2 separate regions of the Mus musculus genome follow, and region 1 is linked to region 2. Evidence: chromatin contacts called from public HiChIP or PLAC-seq data. All regions are on one chromosome and are shown on one strand. Each heading gives the region's core, a stretch centred on a gene start, on an enhancer-like site or on the middle of the called end of the contact. The rest is flanking DNA. Distances are from core to core; before and after follow the strand shown. Region 1 overlaps App (amyloid beta (A4) precursor protein). Region 2 overlaps App (amyloid beta (A4) precursor protein).

Region 1 (2,822 bases), core at 20-2,519, 150 kb after region 2:
GTGACCTTCCTGATGACAGCAGATACATGTTTGTCCCATAAACAGATGGCTTCCTAGTAAACTCGGGCGACCCCTAAGCTGCAGTTATCTGATAAGTACTTCTGTGCATCTAAGGGATAGTTTTAAAATTAGTAACAAAATGTATGTTGGTATCTAGTGGCCTGTTTTCCTAATTCTATTGGTCTAATTTTTATGTGAGAGTTTTTTGTTTGTTTGTTTGTTTGTGTTTGTTTGTTGCAGGTTTTAAAACAGTCTCAGGTAGCTAGCCCAGGGTTCTCTGGAATTTTGTACCTAGCAGAGGATGACCTGGAACTCCTGATTTTGACTTTCCAGGTACTGGGGTGACAGGTGTGCCCACTGTGCCTGGGCTGCTTGAAGCTTTTTTAATTTAAGTTTCTAAAAATCTTTTTTAGGAACATGGCAGTCATATAAGTAAGTTTGCAACCGCAGTCCTTGGTCTTGGGTTTGCATCAGAAACAACAATAGGTCTTGGCCCACACCCAGACTAGGAAAACTAATCTTTTCATACCATGGGCAGTCTCACAAATTATCTGGTTCTGCAATCACATTTAGAAAAACAAGCAAACAAACAAAAGCCTCAGTATGCATTTCATGAGGAATCTCTCAATAAAAAGATATTTCAGTCTTGGGATAGCTCTCACTGGTACAGTACTTTTTACTTAGTACACAAGGCTCTGGTCTGAGCCCCAGCTCAGGAGAAAAAAAAAAAGTTCAAGCAAAAGGAGTTATAAGCACTGTGAGGATCATGTTGAATAGGGTACCAAATGAAATAGTAGCCACATCGTTTATAAACTCCATCTCTATTTTTGATGATTTTATTTTGAGGGTTCTTGAGACACCGTTTCATGTCACCTGGCCTGGCCTGGAACATCTGTAGCTGAGTCTGTTTTGAACTCTGGATCCTTCTGCAGCCTCTTCCCAAGGCTTCCCAATCGGGAATCGGGGCACCACCACAGTCCCAAAGATGCTACTTTGGTTTTATAAAAAACACACTTTGCAAAAAGAAGATAAGAGGAGAGAAGTTCCCCTTACCATGGAGGAACTGAAAGTAACACTCACTTCACAGAATTCCCCCAGATAAACTGAGTGACAGCCAGTCATCTAACTGGTCCAGGCAAGCCCTCTAACCGGTCCAGAAGAGTTGGCTCCAGTCATTTGAGTTACATCAGCAGCTGTGGAATGTTCCCTGAGATCAACAGACACTGACCAGAGTCTGGTCCAGGCCAGAGCTTCCATCCCACGGTGAGTGAGTCAACTATTAGCCAGCGAGAGCTAGCCATCTTCCAGCAGGCCCAGCAAGGCCATGGCCTGCCTATACACATAGACTGTGCAAACCTCTGAGCCAAACATGCAGCAACTATAGTCGAGGGAGCTTTGTCTTGGGAACAGAGAGGCAGTTTCCTTCTTGTAAAAGGCAAAGCCTGGTCTCCGGATGTGGGGAGAAGAACTGTTGGCCTGGGTCCATGTAAGGCTCAAAGTCCACCGCTTCTACACTAGGCTCTGACAAAACAGATGGAGTCAAGAGAAAAGAATTCAGATTTAGACAGACAACAGAGCTACAGAATCTGGATTAGAATTAGTAGAGTATAAGTGGTGGTCCAGGTGGGAAATCTATTACTCAATGATAGCTAATCAGCAAGGTTAAAAGGTTGGTTGGTTGGTTTTATGTAGGGTACGGATGTCAACTCCTAGACTTCCCATTAAACTCTACAATCTATTTTGATGGCAACCAGTACTGCATACATCATGCCTAGGATCTAATAAACACATAATACAAAGACATGGAACTCTGATGGGACAGAAAAGCAGCAGAGTGTTACTAAAACGGGGAGAAAGTATCTGTCATCAGCCGTTACATGGTGGCTATGGTGTCCATTCATATGGTGTCACATAGTCATTATGTGAGCTTTGGGGGTTTGTATGTTGCTACAAAGCAACCTTGATGGTGATTTGTTTCTTTTACTGTGGGATAAACACTGATCCTGAAGACAGAGGGTTAAGGACATTCCATGGTGTCCCTCAGAAACACAGCTGCATGCATCAACAGAGAGCCACTGAGAACATCTGGCAGAGGAAGGGGAGAGGAGCCAGTCATGAGCACTGGCTTACAGCAGCATCAGTAATGACAAATGCTTACTGAAGCCTACACGATATTCTTACTGTAACCCTCCAGGTTAGGGACTTCACTTCTCTTTACAAATGAAGTGCAAGGTGGGTTTGTGAAAAAGAAGTAGCAAATAAAAGTTATCTTATCCAACATGCACGAGATAATGTTTTGATATATATATATATATATATATATATATATATATATATATATACACACACATATATATACATACATATATATATACACATATATATAATTTTAAGTAATTAAATAACAATTAACTAATGAAGTTACCTATCACCACACATACTGTTCTATATGTGTGTGAACACTTAAAACCTATTTCAAGAATATAACACTTATTATTAACTACAGTGACAATATCTATACTCCAGCTCTCTATGATGTACCCATGTCTAACTGCGAATTCCTACCCTTTGAACAACATCTCCCATTTACCCCATCCACTGGCATCTAGTGTCTACTCTTGCAAGTTCAACTGCTTCGATTCCATTTGGGAGGTCATGGGATGCTCATCTCTCTGGGTCATTTCACTTCCTTTAGGTAACAGCTTAGACTCGCACCTCTACCTTATTATTTACTACAAGGGTGGGTAAATGATATAGTCTCACTGAATCTAATTTTACTTGAATTGCACTTTGAAATAGGATTTGCTCTCGGCCTTTCTCGA
Region 2 (2,832 bases), core at 27-2,526:
ATCATACCACGTTTTGTGCAATGTGGGAGGAGGAAACCTAGGCTTCATACAGGCTATGAAGCACTCTCCTATGTAAGTAAGTAAGTCACACCCAGCCTTCCTACATCTTATTTTTTGAAAGTCATATAAAAGTATAATAATGTGTATATATGTGCATATATATGTATATATACATATGCATTATATACATGTGTGTATATATATATGCATATATATAATGTAAAATGTATATACCTAAATCATCAAAGATTATTTTCAGATAATAATAATGTCTGAAAACTGTCACTCATCTACCTCAGTGGCAACACTAAACTTTCTTTGTATTAGGCAACAGATATTTACTATTAGAAAACTACACTTAAAACTATACTAGCAACTACTACATTTCACAAATAGAAACTCTGGAGAACTGTTTATTGGTATCTTTGACAACTTCTAGCAATAAGCACTTCATTTGGCTAGAGTTCCTAGGGAAGTTTTATTGTAACAAAGAAAGATGACACAATGATTCATTTTCATGCCACAGGATGCCTATATCACAGGACAAGTATGTGTAGCAACCTTCCTTTATAGAGAAGATATTGGCTATCATCTGAGAACTCTCAGTTGCTTCCTAAGACTCAGTAATTATGAAATGAAGGTTGCTATATTTAAAGCTAACAATTAACTTTGAATTTTAAATCACAGACTTTCATTAGGAAACATGTATGGGGCCCGAGAGAAGCTTCGGTGGTCCTGAGTACTCAGTGATCTTGAAGAGGACCAGAGCTCAGTTCTCAACATACATTTGGCAGTTCACAACCCTCCATCACCTCAGTTCCAAAGGATTCGGCACTCTTCTGGCCTCCTCAGGCATCAGGCATACATGTGATAGACACACACACACACACACACATAGGCAAACAGTCACACACATTAAAAAAACAAACCAAACAAAGAGGCCTCCACACCCACTATTTCAGAATGTGAAACTTGGTTTGCTTTCACTGTTTCCTAAATAAAAACATTATAGAATGCAAGTAAGCATGATCCTATCAACGTGCTACACTCTCGTTTACACTCTTAACTTTGCACTACTGTACTTGGAAGCTCCTTCTTAATGAGGCAAGGCTGCAAGAGGAACCCAGGCACCTGCAAAACTTCCGCTTATGGTTACAACCTCGGAAAGAGGAGACACAGCTGGTGTGCCAGGGCTAGAAGGGCTCAGGCTAGTGTTTGTACCAGAATGAAATTCTACCCAGCTTGCTTCCCTTGTTTAGGCCAAAGATGTGTCTGGTTTCACAACTGGCCTACTTACGCAGCCGTACAGAGTTCAGTGTAATAGGGGACATTGCAGACTTAGGGACACAGCCTTGTCTCAGGACGGGAAGACACATCTAAATGCTACACAGACCAAAAGCAAAGGCAGAGATAGGGTAATTTCATAGAGGCCAGGTGCTTTTTTTCAAGCAAAAGATGTAGCTAACACCTTTATGAACAAATGCCAGTCAGCAACAACGAGTTCAGTGCACCAAATGGCTAGTAAATTCTTTGTCTTTGCTAATACATCATCTATCAGCAGTGGCTGAAATGAACTGGACTCTACCCACTAACAAAGGCATTGCAAATACTACTTGTTTATTTGTTTGCTTGTTTTTAATCCCTTGTCTTTTGGAGATAGGATTTCCTGGTAGAGTCAAGGCCAGCCATGAACTCAAGTTGCTCCTCTTTCAGTCTCCCAAGTGATAAGGTTTTTGGTGTATACTAACATACCCTGAATGAATAGTGTCTTGACACATATCAAAATACTGTTTCTCTGGACAGCGCTCATAATAGAATAGGTTAATTGGTTGTGTTGGCATTTCGTCTAGGCCCCACCCCACAGTTCCCTGGTAATGGCCATGTGTGCCTGATTCACTATGAAAGGGACTGCTTGTCCCCTCCTCACTTTCTTCTCTTCTCCTCTTGCTCTTGTTCCCTTACCCTCTTACCCCTCTCTCCCCATTCCTCTTGCCCCTCTCCCCCCACCTCTCCATGTGCTCATGGCCTGCCTTCCCTCCACTCCCCTCCCCTCCGCTCCCCTCCCCTCCCCTCTCCTCCCTCCCCCATTTCTCTGCCTTTCTCTGTCTCAACTCCCCTCCCCATGCCCTAAATAAACTCTATTCTTTTTTTTTAATTAGGTATTTTCTTCATTTACATTTCCAATGCTATCCCAAAAGTCCCCCATACCCTCCCCCCTCCCATTTCTTGGCCCTGGCGTTCCCCTGTACTGAGGCACATAAAGTTATTCTATACTATACCTTTCTGTGGCTGGTACCTCAGGGGGAAGGGATGCCTCAGCATGGGCCCACAGAGCCACCCCCTTCCACAGACACCATACTGTGCCTCCACCAAACTCTCTCTCTCTCTCTCTTTCTCTCTCTCTCTCTCTCTCTCTCTCTCTCTCTCTCTCTTTCTCTCTCTCTCATAAAACACAACAGGTTGACCCATGAATTAAGAATATTAAGTCTTGTGTGTGTGTATGTGTGTGTGTGTGTGTGTGTGTGTGTGTGTGTGAGTGCACTCACGTGTGTTCTTGTGTGTGCATGGCTGTGATGGCCAGAAGAGGGCATTAGATCGCCTGGAGCTGGTGTTACAGAAGCTGTAAGCAGTCCAACATGGGTGCTGGGAACCTCTCCTGGGACCTCTCTAAGAGCATTATGTGCTGAGCCATCCCTCCAGCCCTGTTGACACACCCTCCCTGTTTATGATTTCCTAGCTAACAGTGTCTGCACAAGACACACTACCTAAGAGCTATTAATAAAGAATAATGAGGCTTCCTCAGTGACTACATTGCAGAATTTGTTTCTGAGA

What was found. HiChIP or PLAC-seq counts read pairs in DNA pulled down with a chosen protein or histone mark.
Region 1: an H3K27ac HiChIP or PLAC-seq map of microglia shows a contact between it and region 2, with 4 times the contacts expected there. The contact joins two enhancer-like sites. A contact is called at or near these places in 1 of 39 promoter capture datasets (the SN4741 cell line), 4 of 484 Hi-C or Micro-C datasets (bone marrow-derived macrophages, embryonic fibroblasts, epidermal suprabasal cells and 1 more) and 4 of 115 datasets of contacts at active chromatin or transcription factors (cardiomyocytes, embryonic basal ganglia, embryonic hindbrain and 1 more).

What each region holds. Positions count from the first base shown.
Region 1 is chr16:85,147,627-85,150,448 of GRCm38.p6, forward strand. The region is part of intron 1 of App (amyloid beta (A4) precursor protein); the gene reads right to left. Among named protein-coding and RNA genes, the nearest start is that of App, 25 kb to the right of the region's middle. Within about 2 kb of position 1,270, at least 156 of the 459 cell types and tissues checked have an H3K27ac peak or open chromatin away from gene starts, as enhancers often do. A contact at or near this core is called in liver and microglia, where this site is marked.
Region 2 is chr16:84,999,270-85,002,101 of GRCm38.p6, forward strand. The region is part of intron 13 of App (amyloid beta (A4) precursor protein); the gene reads right to left. Among named protein-coding and RNA genes, the nearest start is that of Gm10791, 28 kb to the left of the region's middle. Within about 2 kb of position 1,277, at least 29 of the 459 cell types and tissues checked have an H3K27ac peak or open chromatin away from gene starts, as enhancers often do. A contact at or near this core is called in liver and microglia, where this site is marked.